2 separate regions of the Mus musculus genome follow, and region 2 is linked to region 1. A link is a contact called in public Hi-C data. All regions are on one chromosome and are shown on one strand. Each heading gives the region's core, a stretch centred on a gene start, on an enhancer-like site or on the middle of the called end of the contact. The rest is flanking DNA. Distances are from core to core; before and after follow the strand shown.

Region 1 (5,824 bases), core at 2,373-4,872:
TCCCAGCACCTCGCGGGCTGGGAGGGAAGGGGGTGAGGGGACGCTCGGGCTCGGCGGGGGTTGGGGGAACTCTGGCCTGGAGGCTGAGGGCGACAGAGATGCACCGGGCGCCGGCGGACGAAGGCGGTGAAACTCGTGCTGGAGGCAGTCACCGACTCTAGGGTCGGGCCCCGCTGCTCAGCGCTTTCCCAGAGGCAGAGAAGGGACCCCGGGCCCTGGGGCGGGGGTGGTACAAGGTTCTGTGGCGGACGAGGGCTGTTCCCAGTGTTTGTACAGCTGGGATCTCGGCCACCCCCCGGGGTGACCCGAGTGGCACCGGCGGGGGTGGGTAAAGGGAGGGAGAGAGAGAAGGGTAGGTGACCAAGAGGTGGTGAGTAGTGCGGTCCAGGCTTGGGGTGGAAGGTACGGATGGTTGAGGTCACTGGTTGTCGCTCTCAGGGCAGACCTAACAGGGGAAGCGCGCTCGGTTCCCTTCTCCCAGTTTTTCTGCAAGCCCTCCGGCTGAGGACCCGAGGTAGTGGTGTTCCCACGGTTTCTGGCCGCTGGGCAGTTTCTTTGCGCCCAGCCGCCTGCCCCGGGCTCCACCTCTTGGTAGCCTGGGGCTCACAAAATTCAGGACACCGTCATCCGTTCTGCAGTCTCGCTGTCAGGCTCCACGTTGGAGTGGCTCGGAGACTGGTCGCCCTGACCCTGCGCTGGGCGAGCCAAGCCTCCTGCAGACCCTGTGCGAGCAGACTAGGTTTGTGATTCCTCAAACCAGGCCTGACAGTCTACCCAGGCGCGGCTGGGCTAGGTCAACCACAGCCTCTTTGAGGAACAAGCAGCGAGGCCCACAGTGTGGTGGGCGGCCAGAATCATCCCGAACTGTTTTCAGACCTAGGGCCTCTCAACTCGGTGTCCACCCCATCCTCTGCTATGTTACCGCCGGTGGGCACACTCGCCTGTACAGGGAAGGACCTGTGAGTGGAGAGGCCGCCCTCCTTGGGGTCTCCTCTGTCTGTCACATCTGTATTTATTTAGAGCTCAGCTGGTGGTCCTTGGTTTCAGGAATGCCAATTGTGGGCCTAGTCCACGACTACTTGAGATTTGTGTTGATTAGTGAGCTAGTCCTAAAGGTTGTGCTGTGGAAATTTCCCCAACCTTCCTGCTAACCTAGGCCCCCAGTGATTCCCACGGCAGCAGATTGCTGAATGTGTCCGAGAACAGAGAATTTAGCTTCGAGAACATTCTGTGTGTATGGGCACTGACCATTGCCCTTGTGTTCATAAATAATACAGACCAGATCTCTGAGATCCCCTCGCTGAGTCAGAGAAGGTGATCCGTGCAGTCTAGCACTGGGTAGTGTACCTTTCTCTGTGTGAAACTAAGACATATGTATTGCTACAAGTCTATAACAGTACATACAGCATAAAAATGCAGAAGCAACCTGCACTGGAGAGCAGACCCTCCCAGAAAAGCTAATTAAAAGTTCATCAGCGAAAAGCAAGCTCACTTCCAAATTTCGACGCTCCTGGGGTGGCGGGGAAGACTGAACATTTTTTATTTTATTTTATAAGGCTCAAAAAATTTGGTCTGATTTTTGCCTTTGGACTTGGTATAATTAAGGGTGAAAATAAGAGCCCTCTGTATTTTCCTTGCTTATGGAGAAAAGTTATTTTAGTAATCAGGGAAAGAGGAACCATGGGCTGAATCAGCAAAAATGCGGCACTGGGCCAGTTCAGCTCAATAATACTGGTATGTGTAATGTACACACGCTATGTACCTCTGTGGAAATAATCAAAGATATATATTGGAATTTTCGTGGTATAAGCCATGCCTGTGAAGCCCCTTGGTAGCCGAGAAGCCAGGGTGACTGAGAGTCATGTCTTCTGATACATGAAAACGTGTTCTGAACACACAACAAGTGTTTGATCCCACAACTGCATTTAATGTGGAAACAAACAAGAAACACAACTCTCAACACAAAGTAGTTTGTCTTTTCCAAGTGGTCATGCTGCAAACTGTTCAAACAGAGTCTCCGCTGTGTTTGTGTGACAAGAGTTCAAGGTGGCTCTAGTGGATAGAATCTTTACTTTTTAAATTTTTGCATCAATAAAATTGTTTCTCGATCTTGTTCTCTTGCTTCTTGCTTCCCTCTTATTGTTCCCTCTTGGTCTCTTCCCTTCCCCCTTCCCTTCCCCCTTCCCTTAAAATAAAATAAAATAAAATAAAATAAAATAAAATAAAATTGTTTCTCCAAAATGTCTCCTTACAAGGCTCCTGATAGACCCCATTAGAACTCTGCTGAGCGGCTGAGCATGCAGCCCGCATTGGCGTGAGAGAAATATGTGTATTTTAAACTTGCTTGGAGGAAGCGACTTGTTTGGAATGTTGCTTCTAGTTCTTCAAGGGTTGACCTGAGTTTGAAAACCCTGTGAAACAAAAGTGTACACAGTATCTTTAGGCACAGAGCCTTAGTATTTCTGGGAATCCTCTCCACTGTTCTAGTTCCTACAGGAGAGTTGCAATGGGTGTGTCTTTTTAAAAACCTAGCACACTGCATGGAGAAGCAGCCTAAAGCGTCTGCTTCATCTGTCTCTTCGATCACGTCAAAACTTCAATTAATCACCAAGTATGAGCTTGGGGCTTAAATCATTTAGGGTACAGATGATTTTAAGTTGTTTCAGCATAACGCAAAAAAAAAAAAAAATCATCAGAATATGAAGTGAAAGATTTAGTCTGTCACCCAGCTTCCAGATGTTTGGTACTATGTAGACAAACCATCAGAATGACTGGATTTTTTTTCTCTCTCTTCCCAATCCAGATGCCTGGTAGTTCCATAAGGAAAAGTAGTTTCCTTTCTCTGAGCGCCACATGCTCTCGTGGGTATCCCACACAGGGCATCATTTACTCTTCTTCAGCTCCGAAACGCCAGGCCTTTGGTATGCAGCAGAGTGGTCAGGAAGGCTGAGGGTTTTAGAATGGAATCGTGAAAGGAAAAGAACTTTGTTCAGAGGGAGAACGGTGTCCCTAACAGGACACCGTTTCCCAAAACTCCGCCTGTGGCATCTCATAATCTTAAATGGATGAAGCACAGCATCAGGCAGCTGTTTGTGTGGTTTGCATTTCCCTGGGATGCCACAGTCCTGCCTCTTCCCTCCTTCATCCTTTGTGGACCATGGATACAGCATTAAAACCATACATGGACATTATGTGGACAGAGCAGGTATAAATATGCATTAAGGGTGTGTGTGAGAGAGAGAGAGACAGAGAGACAGAGAGAAAGATAGAGACATAGACACACACACATGTATACAGTGAGAGGTGAGGAGGGAGAGGGAAAGAGAGAAAAAGAGAATAATCAGAGAAAAAGAGGCTATAAGTTTGAGAGTTAGGGAAGGGGCATATGTGGGAGGATTGCCAGGAGGAAAGGGAAGGGAGAATGATGTAATTATATTTTAATTTCAAAAACTAAACTAAAAAAGAGAAACCTATTAAAAATCAAAGCCTTCTGAGGACTGGAACTCTGGGTGGGAGCAGGGTTTCTGTCTGAAAGTAGGCAGCAGTTTGGTGACTAAGGCACAGACAAGCAGGCTTCACATAGAGGTGAGCGTGTCTTACAGAGTTGCTAAGCTGGAGCGTGACCACAGGCAGCAGCAACATTGTGTTCCTTTCTCCACAGTCCTAGAGATGGAAGAGCAGGCTGATGGAGAGGCTTCCACGCAACAGCAGATGAATCGAAGCAGAGTGGAGTCCAGGCTGCTTGGCAGCCTCAGCTCTCCCTGTAGAGAGACGCTGCTTAGATAACGAAGGCTAAATAGTTATAAAACCCAGCCCTTGACAGTTGCTGAAAGAAAAGCATACCTTGTCCTACAGCTATGGTTCTGAGCCTTGGATAATAAGAGGCAACATTTTATATTGGCCCCAACCAATTTTTCAAAAATAGTTTACAGGGAACTAGTAGAATTTCATGGGTACACATTTCGAATAGTTAGGAGGTGGGAGAGTCAAATAGGAATCTTTAGCACCATATAAAACAGTATCCCTTTTATTTTTTTCTGGATTGCTATAATTGAATATTTTAATGGCTCTCTCTCTCTCTCTCTCTCTCTCTCTCTCTCTCTCTCTCTGTGTGTGTGTGTGTGTGTGTGTGTGTGTGTGTGTGTGTGTGTGTGTGTGTGTGTGCTTCGTGAGACTGAATGCTAAAGTGTCAGAACTGAGTCCATGAGCCAGCACAGAGACAAGGTGGTGCTTGGTACCAAGCCTGGTTCCGAGTTAGATCCCAGAGTCCACATGGTGAGAGGAGGGAATTGACTCTGTTTGCCTCTGGCCTCTGGACGCTACAGCATCCCCTGCCCCACACAATGGAATAAACATTTAAAATAAATAAATAAAAGGACAGAACTGGAGCAGACCGAGAGCATATCCAGGTCTTTTTTTCTTTTTTGCTCTTTTATGGATAAGTAAATTAGGGAACCAAAATATGAACTTATCGAAGGCCTAACATAACTTAGGGGAAAGGTCAGAAATAAACCCATTTAGTTCCAGCTGTGACTCAGTGCAGGGCAGCCTGCCTCCGGATTACAGCATGACTCCCTCCACACTAGGCTTCCTGTGGCATCCAAGAATCAGACAGCCATCACTATGGCTAGAAACTGCTCCAAAGGATTCGCTCATTAGTTACTTAGAATGATGAAACAAAGCCAGCCCAGAGCCATGTTTACCCCCTCTTTGCCTCTGGAGTAAGACAGACTATTGCAAAAACAGAGCTAATAAAACTGCCTCTTCTTCAACCGTTTGGACAGTGGTCCTGAGAGTGGTGAGGACAGCGTAGCTTTTTATAGAGAACGTATCGCGCTTGGAAGAGTGGCATGTGCAGAATGTCACACTCATTTTTTTTTTTTTTTTTACCTCTGAACGTAACAAAGCAAGTGGCTTTAGTGCAGGAGGGGGAGAAGGAGAGCTACAGCTACCCAGGAAGACATAGGTGTCAGGGTGCTTCACAGAAGCCCGGAGCATCTGCACTTTCTACTCCTGCTGCCTCTGTGAAATGACAGAATGCGTGGGGAATGGGAGAATGAAGGATAGAGGTGGGCAAGCCAGGGAGATATTCTGTTGACAAAAGTGTAATACAGACATAGGAATGGCATATCCCCGAGTTTGAGGCATATCCTCGATAGTCCTTCATGGTAGGACCAGGGAGAAGACTCACATTCACTGTTACCCCATACTTTCACATATAATTTCACGTTTTTCAGTTTTTTAAAAATGTGTTTGCTTGTTTGAGATAGGCTTTTACTCTGTAGCCCCGGCTGACCTAGAACTTGTTATCTAGACCATGTTGTCTTCAAACTCACAGAGATCTACCTGCCTCTGTTCCTTGAGTGCTGGGCTCAAAGCTTCACACCACCAGGCTTGGCATAGTCGATGTCATCGAGAACATAGGGACATTACCTTTAGGGGAGAATGGCAGCTGTTGTCCATGAGCCTTGGGCTCAAGCAGTGCAAAGGAGTTTACTAATTAGAAGAGATGAGGATGAAATCAAAACCCAGTGCTTGGAGCAGAGACAAAGAGTAGTCACGTTTTGATTGGCTTGGAGGGATGTGGTCCTGGCAAGGGCTTTTCTTCAAGCTAATTCCAGGTCAGTGCCCTCTAAAGAAGCAGGATCCGGTCAGAATCTGGGGAGGAGGATGCCAGCAGAAGAGGTCTGTCAAACTGTATTCTTCCTTTGAGATGCTCAGGAGAGTGACCAGAGCAGCAGAAGTTAAACCAAACAAAACCCGCGTGCCTACTTACCTCTTTAATTTACTCTTCCAAACAGATCATCATTCGGGCTATTCCCCT
Region 2 (5,824 bases), core at 1,135-3,634, 160 kb after region 1:
TGATGCCTTGGTCTACGTGTTGCTGTCTCTCCATCTGTACAAATCTTCATGATGGTACTTGGAGACCCTTCCATCCGTCCATTCCTTCATCCTTACAGGTGTATATCATATGGTCTTGGGGAGGAAATGAAAAAAAAAATCTTGCTAATTTCCCAGTGCTTGTAGCCTGTTAATGTTGTCTCTGGAGATAGGAAATATATACACATATACATACATACACAGATAGATAGATAGATAGATAGATAGATAGATAGATAGATAGATAGATAGGAAATAACACACACACGTGTGTGTGTGTCTGTGTGTGTGTGTGAGCAGTTAATTTTTCTTAAACATTTATTCAAACTAATAGAATATTTTCATCATCTTTTGCCAGTAGGTTATGGGACACCATAAGCTCATTTTTATTTGGGTATATATACAAATATATGAATTCCACACCACAAAATTATTCTTTTTCTCTGTGCATTTAATAGATGTGGATGTTAATAGTAGGAATATGCTCCTGATTCCACTGCAGATAATGCACACAGAAATGATTAATAATAGTTTGTGAGTCGTCTGCTTCATGATGGCCCCAGGCTTTCCACAGAGGAGTTTCAAATGCATTCTGAAAGACAGAACAGCTTCCTCGTGTAGCCCCAGAATAAAACGTCTCCTAAGCATACCACAACACGACACCCCAGGCGTGCCATAGCCAGCCAGTTCTACTTAACCAGGGCAACTCCTCCATCTCCACGTAGGCATGCTTTTCTAATAACGCCAGAGGCATAATTGTAAACACTCTCCTTTCAAACCATTAAGTGAATTACCAACTGATCTTGTTAAGGTTCAGGACCGCCCCCCCTCCCCCACCCCCGCCTGTCTTTGCATCTTCGTGAGACATTGCAGGCTATTCTAGCAAATCCAGCCTGATTCTACGTCATTCATAACAGTAGGTCATTCTTTCTTGAACTCTGAGGAATAGTAAGAATGAGGTCCTCCTGACAAGAACAAGAACAACTCATAGAAATTTGATAAGTCTTGAAAAGGTTTCGAAGAAGAGCAGAGCCACCAGAAACTGGAATGACTGGCTGGTGCTAAGGCTCGGGAAGCAATCCTTTTCTGCCAGTTGGGTGGATTCTACTTCAGGATTTTTGACAAAGTGGAGGGAGAACCTGATCTAGTCACCAGTCATAGATAGAATCCGCTGTTTGATTTGGGCAAAGGGATGCCTATGGCATTAAAACGGCCCCCAGCTCTTACATCAATAAAAGAGGAATAGAATTGTTCTAAGTCTGCATCAGTGTGAAAAATCATATTCAGCTGTGGCTATGAGATGTGATTGGAAAGAGCTTCACCCAATACCACTGATAATTTTTTAAAAGATTTATTTATTTTACTTTATTTATGTGAGTACACTGTAGCTGTCTACAGACACAGCAGAAGAGGGCATCAGATCCCATTACAGATGGTTGTGAGCCATCATGTGTTTGCTGGGAATTGAACTCAGAACCTCTGGAAGAGCAGTCGGTGCTTTTAACTGCTGAGCCATCTCTCCAGCCCCAGTGATAGTCTTCTAGCCAACTTTTCTTTTTTATATATAATCATTATCAAAATTTATAACATTTACTTAGCATAATTGTACATTGCTAATAATTGCAGTAACTGATTCAAAAGAAAAATACATAGGAGGCTTATAGATATTGGGAATGATAAACAATTGTATTTTAATTTACATGGGGATTTTGTTGGAGAGAAATACCATCGGGAGAACTATAGCTTCTTTAAATGCAGAGATGCTACGCTGGGATAAGATGTCACAGAAGAAGAAAGGAAACAGCTCAAGTGACACAGAACTGGGGTGACCCAGGCACCTCCTAAAATAAAGAGCTCGTGTGCATATTTTCATATATCAAAGCATTATGGTATTTAATTTAAATTTTTTTGAGAGAGGCTGTCCCTATATTGCCCCGGATAACCTGGAACTCACTATACACTGACCCAAAACTCACAAAGATCCACCTGCCTCTGCCTCCAGCATGCTGGGATTAAAGGTGTGTACACCATGTTTGGTGCATGGTAATATTTAGACTTGAACAGAGTTAAAACGTCTGCAGTTAAGGTGGCTCTTGGATTGTAGTCGGCTGATCTGTCATCTAGATCTAAGAAAATGGTAGAAAAATGTTAATAGTACAGTTGAGAGTTAAATTGTATTGTGTCTTTAGCTACTGGTTTGTAAAGAGAAAAAAAGGACACATTTAAAAAAAAAACGAAGGAAATATAGATTAGTATTCTCCCTGTAACCCAAAACATACCCAGCAAAGGAGTCACCCATACTACTGGCAGCTGGTGGGCAGTGAAGCCGTGTCCTCTGTCCACTCTCTCACTTCTTACTCACTGATGGACACAGCTGACAGTCACGTGGGAGGAACATTTGGTTAGCCAGTTCTTACTCATTCTTAGCCACACATGGGAGTAGACTCAGGGGTGTGCCTCCTTCTTTAGCCCATTTACTTTCAGCTCCCAACGAAGTTCAGGCTTAGGAGCTCTGCCCTCAACCTATGCCTTTCTCTTGCTTGTACGTGGAGACCTTGAACGTCACCCACAGCTCTTAGCCTGGGGTGATGGGTTCTCTGTGATTCCTGTCTCCTGGGGCGTCCACAGCTTCTGCTTTGTTTGTTTAATTCAATTTGAATAATCTCTGCCTTCTAATCAAAGACTATTTAAAGTAATTGTTGACGTTTTAGGGCTTAAAAGTCAGCCACTATTACTTTCTGTTTGCCCCATCCAAAGTGTACTTTCGGACTCTCTCTCTCCTTTCATTTTATAAGAAAATTAATTGAATACATTTACCTTGCATTTTCTTTTTGGTTAGTTTAACTCTACTTCATTTACTAGTCTTTTCATGGTTACTCTGAGATTTCAGCATCTTGATTTGCTACAACCTGACAGAAATTCCTTTTTTTTATTAATGTACAGATTATAGAGAATTTTCAGTACTCTTTATATTTTTCTTTCTTTTTTTGCTGCTATCATCAATTTTATTTCTACATATCTTAAATACCTCTGAGATAGCATTTTAAGAGTTTTAACTTATTTATTATTTTAAGGTTTTGAGGGTTGTATGGGTTCTCTATGTAAAGCAGGCTGGCCTAGAACTCACAACTCTGCTGCAGCCTCCCAAGTACTTACATTGCAGGAGTGAGCCACCATTCCCAACAAATATAACAAGAGCCTACAATGTTCAGTGCTCATGTATTGATTCAAATGTTTTTCTGGCCTTTTTTTCAAGGTCATGCTGGCTCTGGGGAGTGACCTGGGAAATATTTCCCTCGCTGCTGTGATAGAAGTAATTCTGAGGAATTAGCAGTTTTTCTTCCATGCCTGCTGGACTTCACCAGTGGGACCTAAACTTTCTTTGCATGAGACCTTGTAAGGTGTAAGTCCAATCTCTTTAGCAGACACAGCACAGTTCATGCCACCCATTTCTTCTGGAATGAGCTACAGGACTAAGCTTATACTTGTAAGGAATCAGTATCTAAGTGTTCAGCTAATGGTCACAATGCAGTCTTTCGGTTTGTCCCCACCTAGTGTAGAAAGTAGAGTTGATTACAGTGTAGATAGAGTTTATTACTGTTGTGTCCGGCCAGCAGATCACAGCCTGGGTTCTAGCCTGGAAAGGCATTTTGGAAACCTGGACGAGAAGAGGGGCTGGGCTGCGCGAGAGAAGGAAGGAACCAAGACAAAGGTCTCTGCTCAAGGTTCAATTTTTACTATTCCAGCACTCCGTTATAAAGGAAGGGGGAGGGGCCCGATTCCCGCCAATTAATCTTGGAGTCCAATAGTAGGGTGACCACGTGTATGGCTCCGAATAGCAAAGCGGCAGGTTTCAGCAGTGGGCGGGGCAGAACGATTGAGCCAGCAAGCTCCATCCAGGTGTAAACAGTGGAACCATTAAGGCTGGGGGAGGGGAGGCTACAATTACCACCTGAAGTGAAACACTGTAACAGGGTGAGAATGGCCAGTGGACAGCTGGCCATGGTTCCAACCTACATTTGAAGATGTATTCCTTGATAATTTCATGCATGCACCTTGACCATAGTCAGTCCTCATTACTCCCTAGGACCTCCTCCCATTTTCTCTGGACTTCTTCCCAGCGACTTCCCATCCTTCTGTTATGTGTCTTTAAAAATCAAGAAATTACTAGACATGCAAAGAGATAGGACCAAATGACACAACCCGAAGAATACAGCAAACTGCAGGACAGACTTATGGATAACACAGATCTTAGAATTATCAGGAAAATAAGCAAGTAACAAAGCACTAGAATCAACAATGACAAAAAGAATCTAAGGCTGAAAATCAAAGGTGACATTAAAAAGTCATTAGAATTAAAAACTGACAAAGCATACGAGGAAAAAGAGGTTCACTAACCGGTCATTGGTATCCAAAGTGAAGCAAATTGGGGAAAAGATGCATTTATGTGTGGATACACCATTAAGTTTACCAAATTGCTCTTTCTGAAGGTGTGACTTCTCAAGAGTTGATTATTCTACAATCAGGGCACATCAAAGCCAGTGGAACACACCAACAGTAGCACTGTGTTATGTCAGTGGTGAACTGTGCCCTACATATAGTAAGAAGAGCAAAGCTTTCAAAGTTTTCAGGAACATTTGCTTCCATTCCAAAAGTCTATGTTCAGCTAAGCAGTCAAGAGAGAAGGTAGTGTAATGAGAGTTTCAGACGTTTACATCTCAAAGTATCCATAGCCAATGTATTTCTTTCAAGAAGTCTTTAGGGATGTGTTCTGGTTAATCAACGACAACAACAACAAAATGTAAGAATAAACCCTCCAGTTTCAAGGAACAGCCGTCCTTTCCTGTGAGTGTGACTTGAAAAGGTATGCACACACAGGATAGTAGATCTGCAGTAGGCTTTGAGGATAACTCACCTCACCTGGCCCACAAAGAGTCTGTCTTCCAAAGGAAAGAGTAGAGTTTGTCAAGAGTTACTGCGATAGAGGAATGAATGCTTTGATAGTGTGGTAAGTGTGTGTGTTATGTGCTAGAAAGAATGTATAAAATGTAAGCACCAAGAGAAAAAGGTGATTACAAGCCTGAAGCAGAGGACAACATATAAGAAAGATGGCCAACTCAGATCTATTAGTTTTCTCAGGGTATAGAAAAGATACAGGGGTGTCTGGAAAGTTCTACGTCAACAGTAAGTGACATAGGACTTTGTTTCTTTCATCCATTTTCATTAAGTTCCCAGTAACGGTATTTGAAGTCACAGTTCATAATATTTTCACAGTCTACAATAATTTAACCAAATGCTAGTTTTCCAGTTTTTAAAACTGAAGGGGAAAAAAAAAATCACAGAGGACATAGTTGCCACAAATGTCACTGTTGTAGAAATGACAAAACAGTACCAGATGGTGTGAGGTAACTCTGGAGCAGACAGGCAAAAGAACTGTAGATAAATTCATTTGCTTACTATGCAAAATGATACTTCTGTGTGCATTTAAATGTAGGAGCGAGTAATTTGAACTTGACAGGCAAGAACCAGAGGCTTAACTGAATAAGACATGAGAACTAGTGAAGAGAACTAAACTAAACTAACTTAACTAAACTAAAGATAGCAGGTCTTCAGTCTAAGATGCAGAACTAAGGCTAGCTTCAATCTCTTGTGCCTTCTAAAATCCACCAAAAGCAAGAAGAATACAAACTACATCTGAAGGAAGAGATGCCTATAACCCTGTGCCATACTGCAACCTAGACTGGGCGCTCATGACTTTGGGTCTCTCTCAGGTGATCCACCATGGAAAAATTTCCAAGTTAGTGAC

Evidence for each region. Hi-C and Micro-C count contacts between places; a contact is called where the count stands out from the background.
Region 2: a contact with region 1 is called in a Hi-C map of muscle stem cells, with 1.6 times the contacts expected there. The contact joins two enhancer-like sites. A contact is called at or near these places in 2 of 484 Hi-C or Micro-C datasets (muscle stem cells and nephron progenitors) and 1 of 115 datasets of contacts at active chromatin or transcription factors (craniofacial prominence).

What each region holds. Positions count from the first base shown.
Region 1 is chr17:85,800,264-85,806,087 of GRCm38.p6, forward strand. The region is part of intron 1 of Gm4718 (a long non-coding RNA gene); the gene reads left to right. Among named protein-coding and RNA genes, the nearest start is that of Gm29418, 3.4 kb to the left of the region's middle. Within about 2 kb of position 3,623, at least 7 of the 459 cell types and tissues checked have an H3K27ac peak or open chromatin away from gene starts, as enhancers often do. A contact at or near this core is called in muscle stem cells, where this site is marked.
Region 2 is chr17:85,959,462-85,965,285 of GRCm38.p6, forward strand. No RefSeq gene overlaps it. Among named protein-coding and RNA genes, the nearest start is that of Gm30117, 34 kb to the left of the region's middle. Within about 2 kb of position 2,385, at least 16 of the 459 cell types and tissues checked have an H3K27ac peak or open chromatin away from gene starts, as enhancers often do. A contact at or near this core is called in muscle stem cells, where this site is marked.